Regions from separate parts of the Mus musculus genome. Here regions 1, 2 and 3 are each linked to region 4. A link is a contact called in public promoter capture Hi-C data. All regions are on one chromosome and are shown on one strand. Each heading gives the region's core, a stretch centred on a gene start, on an enhancer-like site or on the middle of the called end of the contact. The rest is flanking DNA. Distances are from core to core; before and after follow the strand shown.

The links. Promoter capture Hi-C pulls out the DNA fragments that hold promoters and counts their contacts. Capture Hi-C pulls out chosen DNA fragments and counts their contacts.
Region 1: a contact with region 4 is called in a promoter capture Hi-C map of erythroid cells, with 4 times the contacts expected there. The contact joins the promoter of Ipo13 here to the promoter of Pomgnt1 in region 4. A contact is called at or near these places in 2 of 39 promoter capture datasets (erythroid cells and liver).
Region 2: a promoter capture Hi-C map of pre-B cells shows a contact between it and region 4, with 2.8 times the contacts expected there. The contact joins the promoter of Tmem53 here to the promoter of Pomgnt1 in region 4. A contact is called at or near these places in 3 of 39 promoter capture datasets (hippocampal neurons, liver and pre-B cells).
Region 3: a promoter capture Hi-C map of adipose tissue shows a contact between it and region 4, with 2.7 times the contacts expected there. The contact joins the promoter of Eri3 here to the promoter of Pomgnt1 in region 4. A contact is called at or near these places in 1 of 484 Hi-C or Micro-C datasets (CD4 T cells) and 1 of 9 other capture datasets (adipose tissue).

What each region holds. Positions count from the first base shown.
Region 1 is chr4:117,913,532-117,917,107 of GRCm38.p6, forward strand. Ipo13 (importin 13) reads right to left here and starts at 1,468. Exons shown (of 20, transcript NM_146152.3): 1 at 757-1,468. The coding sequence starts at 840.
Region 2 is chr4:117,249,920-117,253,442 of GRCm38.p6, forward strand. Tmem53 (transmembrane protein 53) reads left to right here and starts at 2,032. Exons shown (of 3, transcript NM_026837.3): 1 at 2,032-2,215. The coding sequence starts at 2,155. Armh1 (armadillo-like helical domain containing 1) reads right to left here and starts at 1,998. Exons shown (of 13, transcript NM_001145637.1): 1 at 1,834-1,998.
Region 3 is chr4:117,548,422-117,551,817 of GRCm38.p6, forward strand. Eri3 (exoribonuclease 3) reads left to right here and starts at 1,944. Exons shown (of 9, transcript NM_080469.4): 1 at 1,944-2,309. The coding sequence starts at 2,175.
Region 4 is chr4:116,148,971-116,152,304 of GRCm38.p6, forward strand. It overlaps Pomgnt1 (protein O-linked mannose beta 1,2-N-acetylglucosaminyltransferase), which reads left to right and starts at 1,548. Exons shown (of 22, transcript NM_026651.2): 1 at 1,548-1,647; 2 at 2,095-2,273; 3 at 2,850-2,964; 4 at 3,107-3,225. The coding sequence starts at 2,154.

The sequences.
Region 1 (3,576 bases), core at 218-2,717, 1.8 Mb after region 4:
TGGGAGTATTGGGGGTGGGGCGGGTGCATTCCTGCATTCCAGGCTGCTGGGAGAAGAATAGAATAGAAAAAGATGGCCTGGGCAATGGAGAAGTCTGGAAGGAGGCCATGGCAGAAAGCCATGTGGGCAGGTAAGGAAGGAAGGGCCCTGTAAAGTTGCCAGCAGAGCCAAGCCCCTTGGACCCAGCACAAAACAAGAGAGCCAGGCACACTCCTGCCTGTCCAGGACCGGTTTGACTTCCATCCAATAAGGAAAAGACCCTTTCTGAAGATAAATGAACATATAACTCAGACGGGTTTAGCTCCAGATATCTTTGTGAGCCTTTGACTGAAAAAAAGTGAGTCGGGTCCAGGATCATTCAGCATCCGTGTGGTTTCTAACGTGGGGGTGGGGGTGGCTGAGTGGCAGGTCTTGTGAGTTTCTGGTTCCCTCCAGAACTCCGCCTGCTTTTCTCCTGGATCTGGGCAGGAGCCGATTTGGTTATAAGTCTAAACCCTTCAGCACCCTACAGGGAACAACCTAAGATCCTAGAGTATCTATCCGAAAGGGGACCTGTGTCTACAGAAAGCCCAAAATAGCCCATTAGGCACTGCAACACTGCTGTCCAAGCCGGCTGCCCAAGAGAGATGGTAAATACCAGGTGCTCTGGGGGCATCATCCCAGCGGGCACTGAGCCCGCGTCTGAGCTTTGGCATTAGTGTCAGTCCCCAGAACTTCTGCTCTGTCACTGGAGTGCCCACCCCAAGGCCCTCATACCTTCTCCACGTTCTCCACAGTGAAGTCCAAGGCTGGTGCTGCTCCAGCCCCTGCAGCCCCCAGCTGCTCCTCCCGCCGCTCCATCTTTGCTCCCTGCCTGGCAGGGAGGTGGACCCTGATCTCTTTCTTGCCCCAGCCCTTTGGCTGTCGGCCCCCTGCTAGACCCCGGCTTGAGTACCCGGGAGGTGGTGGGATGAGGGGATGCCCAGGGCGGGCATGGCTGCCGAGGCCTGCCCACCTCGTTTGGAGGGGGAGTGGGTTGCAGAGGTCAAAAGATGTGCTCTTCGGAAAGGGACCCGCTAAGGCGGCTCCCAGAAGGGAGGCGTCCGTGAGGTACTCCCAGACAAGGGTCCTAGTGGGAGGTCACAGCTCTGTCCCTTGAATCAAAAGTCATAGGGGAGGGAGGCCTATAGGGGAAACAGAGGCCCTGGCCCGTGAGGGGTCACAGAATCAACGGCCTGTACCCATAACACCCCAGTCTGGACGAGCTTCTAGATGCTATGAGGTCAGGGGGGCTGGGAGATCACCCGGGAGAGAGCCCTTCGCGAGATACGGAGACGTCCAAGGAAGCACGGGATTGCAGTTTCGTGAGTCTGGGGCAGAGTCGGTAGAGTTGGGGGACTGAGATAGGTCCCCTCCGTTCGCCTGGCCCGCGATCTGTTCGCCTCCCGGCGTTGGCCCCGCTACGGTCGCTGCCTCCGCCCCAGTGACTGACAGACAGGCCGGCCCGGCCGGGACGGGGCGGGGACCTCAGCAAGACTCGGGCTGTCCCGAGCGCCTGTCGCCAGTACCACCAACTTAGGCCCCCACCCACGCTTGTCCTGGCCCGGCACGGCCAAGCACATCGAGACACGGCACGGCGGAACTACGCGGAAACTCATTCCGGGTCTTTGGCCCTGTCCTCGTGCTAGCTCGCGCGCCCCCGAACAGGCGACGGAACGGCACACCGCCAGGGGCCCCTGCCTGAAGCAAGGACCCGCCTCTATGCACCCTGGGAAATGTAGTTTTCGTCGGACCGGAAGGTGGCTCCTGAGGAGGGAGGCTTGGAGCACGTGGGTTGGGGGTCCTATGGAACCCTATCCTATTCTCGGCTTAGGGCAGAGGACCATCTTGCTCAGTCACATTGCCTAGGAGTGCAACTCTTGCGAAGACGTGATTCATGGGGCCTTTGGGTGGAGTTGGAAGCCAAGAATGGAGGGGAGAGGGTCACGTTTGGTCGGCGCTCAGGCACAGGGAACTGGTTGTGTTGGTGACCATCAGCACCCGCTAAAGAAGAGGAAAGATAGGAGTTACTTGGTGCCCCACAATTAAAAAAAAAAAAAAAAGCACTGTGGATCTGCTCGGGAGCAACCGGGAAATCATATTATTCTGCGCGCGCGCGTGTATGTGTGTGTGAAACGAGGAGGAGAAGGGAAATCGTTAAGGTTTTCATTATGTTTCAAGTAAGAATAGCTCATGGCTTTACCTTAGGTTTTGTTCTCTCTCTATTCTGCTGTGGCGGGTTGGTTTGTTTTGAGATGGAGTCTCTTGCCTTGGGGTGGGGAGTGTACCTCTTTAATCCCAGCACTCCCGGGATTACAGGAGTGTGCCACCAAGATGGGTGTCTGAAGTGCTGTGCCTCCCGCGCACCCTGTCAACTGAACCACATCCTCCACCTTCTTTGTTTTCAAGCGGGGATCTCACTATGTAGCCCGGGCTTGAGTGGGTATTTTTATTCATTGTCTTCAGCTAAAATGGGGAAATTGAGGTTGGAGGAAGGCAAGCCCTGCTCCCAGCAGGCACTTCCTCTCCATGCTCAACTTTTTCTTTCCTTGACTCCTGTCAGCAGGAAAGGAAATGATTTCAAACAGAAGGATCTTTCTTTTTCTTTTCTTTTCTTTTTTTCCAAGACAGGGTTTCTCTGTGAGGCCCTGGCTATCTTGAAACTCTGTAGACCAGGCTGGCTTCCAGCTCACCGAAACCCACTTGTGTCTGCTTCCAAAGTGCTAGAATTAAAGTTATGTACCACCATGCCCAGCCTAAAACTTTTTTTTTTTAGATAAATTATATTAAGCTCAATTTGGGCTTACTATATGGCTTCTCTCTCCTTATTGACTAAACTCTTCCCAACACAGCCTTCTAGCAGTAGCAAAGTTGGGTAAGAATAAGAAGGGCTGGCATACCGTCAGGAGGAGCAGCAATTTTGTAAACCTGGGGAGGAAACAGATTAAGACAAGAGCTGGAGTCACTATACAGGGCTTTACATGTGTCCCACCACACCAGGTGACACTTGTGCTCTAAGGGAGGAAGCTGGCTCTGGAAGTAGCTGCTGAGGCCAGAGAAGGTCGAAGAAACTTGACAAGATCTTGACGAATCCTCAAAGCCTGGGAAGGAGAAGGACTCACTTGGCTGCTAGAGGAAGTCCATCCATCACAATGAGTCAGCAAATCGTTGTCCAAAAGGAAAAAAAGAAAATGTTTTAAGCGTTTTAAAGAAGCCAATTGGATCCCTGTGAGTTTGAGGCCAGCCTGGTCTACAGAGTGAAGTCCAGGACAGCCAGGGCTACACAGAGAAACCCTGTCTCGGAAAAAAAAAAAAAAAAAAAAAGCACCAGCTGCTCTTCCAGAGACCTGGGTTCAATTCCCAGCACTCACAAGGTGGTTCACAACCGTTTTAGGGTTTCTATTGGTGTAACAAAACACCATGACCAAATTTGGCAGGAAAGGGTTTATTCATCTTACAATCCCATATTATAGTCCATCTCTGGAGAAGCCAGGACAGGAACTCAAGCATGGCCAGCCAGTCTGCATACCAGATGCTATCCTCAGAGATCTTTGGCCA
Region 2 (3,523 bases), core at 782-3,281, 1.1 Mb after region 4:
AAAAAATATTATTTATGGTTATGGGGATGGAGAGATGGTTCAGCAGTTAAGAGCACTGACTGCTCTTCCAGAGGTCCTGAGTTCAACTCCCAGCAACCACATGGTGGCTCACAACCATCTGTAATGGGATCTGGTGCCCTCTTCTGGTGTGTCTGAAGAGAGTGACAGCGTACTCACATACATGAAATAAATAAATCTGTAAAAAGCATCACTGTTGTTACTGTGTGGATGATGTATTTGTGAGAGAGGGTATATGTATGGCACAGGACAAGCGCCGAGGGTCAAAGGTTAATGGTGTGGAGTTGGCTTTGTCCTCCCTCCTTTCTGTGACTTCACAGAGGGAGTGCAGGTCACCAGGCTTGCTCAGCAAGCACCTTTAGTCACTGAGCCATCTCACCATCACTTGTCATTTTTTTTTTTTTTTTTGAGGGATTTTCCACTGAATCTGGATCTTGCTGATTTGGCCAAAGTGACTGGCCAGCAAGTCTCTGGGATATGCCTGATTCTGCCTCCTCGGTTCTGGGAAAGCTGTGTGCCCCCCCACACCCCCCCCGCAGCTTTTTAAAAAAAGATTTATTTATTTATCATATCTAAGCGCACTGTAGCTGTCTTCAGACACCTCAGAAGAGGGCATCAGATCTCATTACAGATGGTTGTGAGCCACCATGTGGTTGCTGGGATTTGAATTCAGGACCTTCAAAAGAGCAGTCAGTGCTCTTAACCACTGAGTAATCTCTCCAGCCCCCCCCCCCCGCCCCCGAAGCCTTTATGTGTGTCCTGGGGGTCTAAGTTGGTTCCTCACACTAGCTCAGCCATCTCCCCAGTTACTCCTCAGCAGTGTAAAGTGAGAGTCCCCACGGTTGGGGGCCATATGCTTTCACATACCCAATTCCCCTGTGATTTTATCTTTTATCTCTTTGCTGGATCTCTCTCATCTGAACAAAAGCCTGTACCTCCTAGCGGTTGCCAGCGAATGACAAAATAACTTGCCTTGCAAGTGTTCCATCCCCCCTCTTTCTTTTAAGACAAGTCTCATGTAGCATAGGCTAGCCTGGAACTTGTTATGTAGCTGAGGATGGCTTGAAGCATTTAGACTCCTGGCTGGGATTCCAGGGACATACCACTATGCTGTCACCTCCCACTCACTCTCAAGCCACTGACTCTTTTGTTCACTGGAATGGCACTTGCAAAGGTTGCTAACAACTTCTTTGTAAATCCAGTGCCATCTTTGAGGTTTTATTTACCGTATTAATCATCAGCCCTCAATACTTTCCTCCTGGTTTCTGTCTCCTACACACCATACCCACTCATTCCCATCACCCAAATAGCTTCTTTTTCTGTTTATGTATGTATGCATGTATGTGTTTATTTATTTATTTTGGACAGGGTGTCTCTGTGTAGCCCTGGCTGTCCTGGAGATAGATCAGGATGGTCTCAAACTCACAGAGTTCAACTCCTCACAGCTGGAATTAAATGCATGCGCCATTATGCCCAGCTCAGAAAATATTTACTAAATGTAAGAAAGCTGTACTCCTGTACTCGTCTAAACTACTTGGACTCACACATGAAAGGCCATGTCTTATTACCCGAAGACCCCTTTCCAGTCAGGCAACCAGTCTCAACCCACAGGTTTAGAAGGACCCGTTGGCACGCGCCGCCTAACACTGTTTTGTTCGTTTTTTCTGCCTCCAGCCTGGGAACTGCTGCTGGCGATGGAGGTAGATGTAGTTAGAGGTGCAAGTTCAAGTTTTCTACCAAGTACCAGAAGACAAAGTTCTGAGATGCCCTCTGCAGACCCGTAATACTTCATTCAACTCTCCCACCGACTCTTACCTTCACAGGAGGGTGCGGTCGCTCCGAGAGCGCTGCCCCACTGACCAATACTTGATCCAAGATCAAGAGAGTCAGCCAATTGCTGGGGCCCAAAGACAGTAGGGGCGGGGCGCGGTTGCTAGGGCCGGGCTAGTGGGTGCCGCCCGAGGCGCGAAGCGACTCCCTGGTTGCTAGGCAGGGAGGTCACAGAGTGCGGCTCGGGGATTGGACAGCGCTGGGCGTGGGCGGGGAGGGGCGTGGCCCGGCGGCGTCCCGGCCCCGCCGAGGTGAAACTGCGGGAGTTCCGGCGGGAGGCCTGTGCTGAAGACCCGCACCTTCACCATGGCCTCGGCCGAGCTGGATTACAGCATCGAGATCCCGGATCAGCCCTGCTGGAGCCAGAGTATGGAGGGGGATTGGGAAGGTGACCTAACAGCGATGCCCCGCCCACCCTGCGGCCCGCCCTCCCTCGGCCCGCCCCCTTCGGGGGTCCCGCAGGGCTGGCTAGAGCTTGCGGGGCGCTCCCAGCCCCGCCCCCCGTGCCCCGCCCCCAGTCGACTGAGGGTCTTTCTGTTCCACAACAGGTTCTCAAGGTTCTGCTTCCCTTTGTAGCTGGAGGCCCTTCAAGGTTCATTCTAATTCTTTTGTTTTGGATTCTCGCTCCTCATTTGCAAGTGTGACTAGGCCCATCCTTCATTTTTGCAGAGGTTTGGATTCCTGGGGGAGCCTCTGGTCCTCAGAAAAGCCAAGGGACTCAGCAAGCCTAGTCCTGCCCTTCTCAGCTCACCCTGGCAGTGGTTAACAGAATGGTCGGTTAGGCCGGGTGGAATTCTGTTGAAATCCTATCCCTTTAGTAATTGGATGACCTTCGGCAAACTTTCAACTTTGAATTTTAGTTTTCCTGGAGCAAAGCTGAGGAAAAATTGCTGGTTGCACAACTGAGATTATTTGTGTAAAGGACTTGGCATGAATCCTGATGGAAGTAAGCTTAGTAGTTGGCATTTAAACTTAACGTGTGTGTGTGTGTGTGTGTGTGTGTGTGTTTAACCCTCCTAAGGCCATATCATTAAAAAAAGATGTGTGGGAGGCCTCCTAAGATTAGTAGCTTGTAAAGTAGTGTAAGTTGTTGGACCAGAGAATGGAAGGTTGTCCCTTTTGGAAACTGGGGCAGAGGAGGCTTGGAGTACAGGTCGGCCAATGCTGCTCTTTGGTGTTTCCAGTCCACTGCCCCGCACTTGTCCAGCTCATCATAAAGTTTAGCTAGGGGGTGCTTCCTTCAAAAGCCTCCCCAGAGCCAGGTGGTGGTGGCGCACACCTTTAATCCCAGCACTTGGGAGACAGAAGCAGGCGGTTTTCTGAGTTCGAGGCCAGCATGGTCTACAGAGTGAGTTCCAGTACAGCCAGGACTACACAGAGAAACCCTGTCTCAAAAAACCAAAAAACCAAAACCAAAAACAAAAAAAGTCTCCCCAGGCCTCCCTTCCTATGCCCTCCTGTCCCACTGTGTGTTTCTTGCTTGGAATCTATCTAGGATGGGGCAGGGGCCTCTCATCTCCTAAAGCACGAAGGAAGGACTGCCACTATCTGTTTCTCCCTAGAGGTGGATCGTTGGGCTTATAGATGTGAAAGGACTTTTGAAGAATTTTTGACAATAGCATTAGATGAAGTCAGTTACTATTTCTGTCTTGGCAGAACCATCAGCTGCAAAGGG
Region 3 (3,396 bases), core at 694-3,193, 1.4 Mb after region 4:
CAGTTAAGTCTAAGTCTATAACCGTAGTCATTGGATCTGCTCTATTTTCTAGGGTCAGCTGCCGCTGCCTTCTCCTCCTCCTCCTCTTCCTCCTTTCCCTCCTTGTCCTCTTCCTTCTTCTTCTAAGTGTATGTGGGTGTTTTGCTTGCATGGATGTCTGTGCGCCACTTGTATGCAGTGCCTGAGGAAGCCTGAAGAGTGCATTAAATCCCCTAAAACCAGAGTTATAGATGGTTGTGAGCTGCCATGTGGGTGCTGGGAATCAAACTCAGGTCTTCTAGGATAGTCCTAGAATACAGATTCTTTTTTTTTTTTAAGACTTATTTATTATATGTAAGTACACTGTATCTGTCTTCAGACACCCCAGAGGAGGGCATCAGATCTCATTATGGACAGTTGTGAGCCACCATGTGGTTGCTGGGATTTGAACTCAGGACCTTTGGAAGAGCAGTCAGTGCTCTTAACCGCTGAGCCATCTCTCTAGCCCATTGTTTTACTTTTTATATTATCTTTTCATTGCCCATCCCTTCCATTTCCTTTCCTATAGAAAAGCTCCTTGAGGATATGGATTTTATATGTCTTACCATGAAACCATCAGCAACAGACAGTGCCCAATTCTGAAGTATAAACACGCATTGACGAATGGGCCAATCCAGGTTAATGTTTATGTAACGATAAGAAGAAGAAGCTCCAGTTTTAGTTCCAAGATTTGGGGACAGGCAATCGTGGCTCTCCTTTTCTCAGTTGGGGTGAGTGATATCTGTCTCTGTTGCAGTTTACTCCTTCATTTGTCAGAAACACATTATTGCATAGCTGCTCTATGACTGACACCATACTGGGTATAAGCCATGCAGCATGAACAATATGGAAATGAATAGCTATCTTAAACGAGTTTCAATTCCTGGGAGAGAGATGGCAGGGAGACAATTGTAAAGTGCTGTGCTCAGTTCTGTAGGTTCACAGTAGAACCATCTAACCCATTATGTGCATGAGATTAAAGAAGGCATTCTCTGATATGGGGATTACAGGCATTTCCAGCTCAGGCAGGAACCATTATATTAAGATCTCAGAGGTGGCAGGGTCCAGAACTGATATTAGCTGTCTTAAAGGAAAATAGCAGGTGGCAGACAGAGGAGCTTGGTAACTGAAGATGGCTCCTAAGATGGATCTGACTGAGAGGCTGTCAAAATCACCAGTGGCTTAAGACTGATGCTTCCCATTTCATAACGTGGATTCCCAGAGAAGCACAGCTAAGATGGAGACACTCACCCATCGCTTTAGGTGAAGTTCTCCCCAGCTGCCTGGAGAGACTGACTGTGAAAGACCCACTACAGCTATGGCCAGAAACCTTGTTAACCCTGACAGTTCCTCTGAGGGCCTCAACAAGCCAGAAGCTTCCTCCTCAGAAAGGCCCTTCAGAAATCTCAGCATTTTCTTTTTAGCTGAATTCGCCTCCCTTCTTTCCAGATTTCCCTCAGGCCCGCATCAGAAAGTAGATAACGATTACTTGTTGACAATGAATCACAGAAAAGTGTCGCCTAAAGAGAATGTCTCCTAAGCCCATACTCACCGAATGCCTACAGTCAAGGTGGGGAAAATAAGTAGAGCATCTGGGTCATTTTAGGCCTGACGAAGATTTCGGGTTATTTTATTATTATCATTTATTTATTTTTTAAGAAAACCCCTTTCACTGTTTAGAAGTGACCCTCCCTTTCTCTTTTGAATACGTGGCTCCTCTAAACTACAAGTCCCACAAGGCCCAGAGCCAACGGTCACCATCTTGACACACCTTAACGCGCATGTCGGCGGGAGAGAGAGCGTTTGGAGAGAAGAAGCCCCGCCTTACTCCAGCTCATTGGCCAAAGGCGCTAGCAGCGGGCTCAGCGGTTGGCTACCACGCCCGCCCGTCCACCGCGTCGGTCGGGGTCAGAGTGCGCGGAGGTGAGTCGGTGTGTTGTGGACTCGTGGTGCTGGCTGCCGCTGTTGAGGCTGCCTGGAACGGGCTGTGGGAAGCGGGCGGAGCTGGCCCTGCTTCTGCCTGGCCAGCGCCGCAGGCGGCGCGGGCCGTGCCCGCTGCCGTCAACTGCCCGGAGCGTCTGCTGAGGCCGAGGGAGACGCCGGGGCCTGCACCTGGAGAGAGCCTGCCGTGCTGGCCCGGAGGAGGGGGCGTTGCCATGGCGACAGCCTCTCCGGCAGCTGACGGGGGGCGGGGGCGGCCCTGGGAAGGAGGGCTGGTCTCCTGGCCCCCTGCCCCTCCCCTTACGCTTCCCTGGACCTGGATGGGCCCGAGCTGGGGGCAACACCCTGGGGTGGGTGAGATTGAGAGGGCCCCCAGCTTGGGCCCTGGTTAATGCATGCGGGGTGTGGGTCGTGGCGCGCACACTTAAGGAGCCTGGGATTCTGGCCTGGTGCTCACCCTGGATGTTAGAACTCTGGGCGAAGGGATAGCTGGGGAGGGCGGTGGGGGAGCTCGGCTTTGCGAGAGAGACTGGGTGAGTTGATGAAAGGGCCTGGTTTGAGATTTCTGGAGAAGGAGAGAGGTTTGACCAGATAAAGTAGAAGATTAAGGAATTATTTATAGACTACCCCCTCCGCATCTTGGCACAGGCACACATGCTAGCACTTTACTTCCTTGTAAGTCACAAGCTGTGGGTAATAATGGTGGACAGAGGTGGACAGAGTGGAGAAAGAGCCTTAACCCAGGTAGCTTTTTGTATGTCTTTATTGCAAGTGGTCCAGCAACAGGTGTCTTCTTAAAACAAAGAAAGCATGACTTGGGTTGAGTTCTTGTGAAATGTCAGCTGCTCGACGTTGGCCTGGAAGATGCTGGGTATGGGGCCCCTCATCTGGAGATACAGAGCTTGCCCCTCAGGCTGGATTTCGCAATGACTGGGGCCAATAATTGTCTCTGACCATTTTTGTGGCTTGCATTTGCTAGTGCATTTCATTGGTTTCCCAGCCCAAGGGCAGCAAAACATGAATCCCATTGGCCAAAGACTAAGCTATTTAACTGTAGTAGATTGTGATTGGCCGAATGATTTTTGACTGTAGAGTTTGTACCAGAAAACTGGCTTCATCAAATTCAGCTTTATTCTGACTTTATCATACACAGTATACCTTGTTTTAGTGGGCTCGGTCTTGGACCTTAAGTATATTATACTTGAATCGCCCACCATTTAAAAGCCAATTTATAACAGTGACTTGGAGTGTGACTCCACTAATGTATGCCTGTGATCTTGGTTAGAAACCCACTTGGCTGCCTGTCGGCAGGTGCTGCCTGGGGGAAGGGAGCTGCCGGGAAGTGATTGATAAGGTTTCCTTTATGGATTCTGTGGTGCTTCACTGGAGCTCAGAGCACTTTGGCAACTTAAGCACTCCAAATTAAAAGCTCATTAA
Region 4 (3,334 bases), core at 298-2,797:
GCTGTGAAATTGTGGGTCTTGTGAAGAGATGCAGCAGGCAGGGGAGCCTGGCGCTCAGACACAGGGGAGCCTGGCGCTCAGACACAGGGGAGCCTGACGCTCAGGAGGGAATCTAGGACTGCACATGCAAGTTTGAGAATCTGGACATTAATAAGGATCATGAGAAGACAAGATCATGGACAGTAAACCTGACGACAGAAGAGGGTCAGAGGCTAATGTGAGAACTTCTGCTGACTTGATTTTTTTAAAAAGACTTATTTTATATATGTGAGTACAATGTCATTGTCACTATCTTCAGACACACCAGAAGAGGGCATCAGATCCCATTACAGATGGTTGTGAGCCACCATGTGGTTGCTGGGAATTGAACCCAGGATCTCTGGTAGAGCAGTCAGTGCTCTTAACCACTGAGCCATCTCTCCAGCCCCTGCTTTTTTTGATGTTTAAATAAGAAAAACTTCAGTATAAAGAACATGTAAAAAACCAAAACATTTTTTGTTTCTCAGAGCAGGTTGCACTTCAAAATCCTGACTTGTTCTAGAACTCATGTTGTAGACCAAGTTGACCTTGAATCTATGGCAATCCTCCTTCCTCAGTTCCTAAGTGCTGGGAACCCAGGAGTGAGCTACTGTGGGTCTTAGCATCTTGTTATGAAAGTGGACTTGCCTCACACAGCCTTCCCTCACCTATATAGGAATGCAACACCACTTCCAACCTGGCAAGCACTGCTATCATATCGAAAGATGCCAACACTTTTGGAGTCCTCAAAAAAAAAAAAGTGTAAATAAATAAAGTGTTGCTGGGCATGTTGTACACTCCTTTAATCCTAGCATTTAGGAGGCAGAGACAGGTGAATTTCTGTGAGTTCAAGTTCAGCCGGGTCTACATAAGGAGTTCCAGGATAGCTAGGGCTATAAGGAGATAGGTAAGCTCCTGCTTCCTCAGAAAAGAACTAATCAGGAGCTGGAGATGGCTCAGTGGTTAAGCACACCTGGTGCTCTTCTAGAGGAGCGGTTGGGATCACAACTTTAATTTGGGCTCCAGGGGTATCAGACTGAGGTCTAGTCTCTTCAAGGAGCGCCCGCACTACCTGCACATGCACACAATCAAAGAGCATTTTTGGTTTTCTTTAAAGATGGGGTAGTCACGGTGCCTCTTAATCATGGTTTATGAAATCGAGTTAACGTAAGCGCTCAAAATAGTAGCGGAGCAGGTTTCTAATCCTCTCCTCCCCGGCCTGGAAACAGCCTTGCGGGGCTGGGCCAGGCCTCGGAGCTGCAGCCCTCTGATCCTGGCTTGCCCAGTGAGCTGGCCCGAGGTCCCGGAATGCCGCTTGCTCCGGCTCCGCGGTGCGGGGATGTGCTCTCGCCCGAGGTCCACTCGTGCGGACCGTAACCCTGCCAGACAGGCAGAGTACGCCGGCTCCCCTCGCGCTGCAGACGCCCGGCCGCGGCCGCCGCCCTAAGCGCCGCCCGCCGCCCTCTCACCCCGCGGCGGCGGCGGCGGCGGAAGCGGCGGGGCGGGCCGGCCGGGCCGGGGCGGGGCGCGAGAGGCATGGAGGAGGCGGAGGCCGCGGAGGCCGCGGCGCGCGGGGCCGAGCTGTGCGGGCCCGAGCGCGGCCCGAGCGGGGCCCGGGGCCCCTGAGCCGTAAGTGCCTCCCAGTGCGGGTCTCAGAGGGGTGATGCGGGCTGGGTGGGTCTTCTGAACCTTCCGGCGTCCCTGATCCCTGAGAGGAGAGGAGTTGAGCCAGATGGGAAGAGACGAGGGTGGAGGATTGGGGTGCAGGAGGTCGCTGTTACTGTTCTACCCCAGGGCTGGGAAGGACTGGGATTTGGACCTTTTAAGGACTGATGAATCGTTAAGAGTTGATTGAGTTACTGGCCTCCGCCGCTAAGGCCCTGATCCTGCACACAGTTCCTCTAGCCCCAGGGAATTTTCAGGTGATCCAACTCCTCCAAAGATTTTCTGGCCAGACCCAGAGAAGTTAAGCCACGTTGCCTAGGGCACACAGCTCAGCAGTTTGCTGAGAGAAGTCATTCCAGAAGGCATTAAGCTTTGGGACAAGCATCTTACTCTATGTGACTCTATATATAGTCCCCTCAGATTCCTGAAGTCATGGACTGGCCGGGACAGGGGTGACTCCCTAATCCAGTATGGATGACTGGAAGCCCAGTCCCCTCATCAAGCCCTTTGGGGCTAGGAAGAAACGGAGCTGGTACCTTACCTGGAAGTATAAACTGACAAACCAGCGGGCCCTGAGGAGATTCTGTCAGGTAAATGAGGTCCCACGTGTCCCAAAAGCTGCTCCCTAACTTTACTCTAACAGACTAGGAACTAACTACCTTGGCTATCAAGAAGAGGCAGCAAATTCCTGGAGGGGAAACCTCTGTCTGTTACAGCCTTCTCAGGCAGTGGTTTAGAGCCAGGATTCTGGAATCAGAACCCTAGTCTGACCTCGGCATCCAACAGAAACCAGAAGTCTGGTCAGGCAGGCTTTGCCCCTGACACCCAACTGTCAGGCAGTGTGGCCCACGTTCTTCTGTGTCTCTGGCTCTCCGCTGTGGTTCTCGGGTCCTAAATCCATCTCAAGGAACTAGTTATGGAGGGGACCAAGGAAGTCAAGGACTCAAATGGGAAAATACAAGACCACGGGGTAGGAAGGACCTGGTTGGTGGAGGGAAACCTGCCAGGGAACATTCTCTGGGAGATGGCCACAAATCCGTGTCCTTATTGGGAACCAGAAAGTGGAGAGACTGGTCCCTGTGTCCTCTTCAGCCAAGGTCATACTTTCAGAAGGCCCTTGTGATCTGGAGAGGGCTGGCTGCAGTCACCCCCATTTTCCTACTCAGACAGGGGCTGTGCTTTTCCTGCTGGTGACCGTCATTGTCAACATCAAGTTGATCCTGGACACTCGGAGAGCAATCAGCGAGGCCAATGAAGACCCAGAACCAGAGCAAGACTATGGTGGGGACCAGCTGAGGGTGCGGGAGGGGGGCGGGGGACGGGACGGGACCTGGGGTCTCATGGCAGGAATGGCGTGCACATCCCACAGGGTGTGACTCTGCTAGTGAGTCATCGCCCACGCCTGTTACAATTCCCTCTCCAGATGAGGCCCTAGGACGTCTGGAGTCCCCTCGGCGCAGAGGCAGCAGTCCCCGACGGGTGCTGGATGTGGAAGTATACTCCAGTAGAAGCAAAGTGTATGTGGCTGTGGATGGCACCACGGTGAGTTGGACCAGCATCTTCAGTCCATTCAGAGCACGGTGGGAACCGTCACCCTCTGCCTATTGGCTTGGACTTATTAGGATTAAGTAAATGGTCTATGAAATGTCTA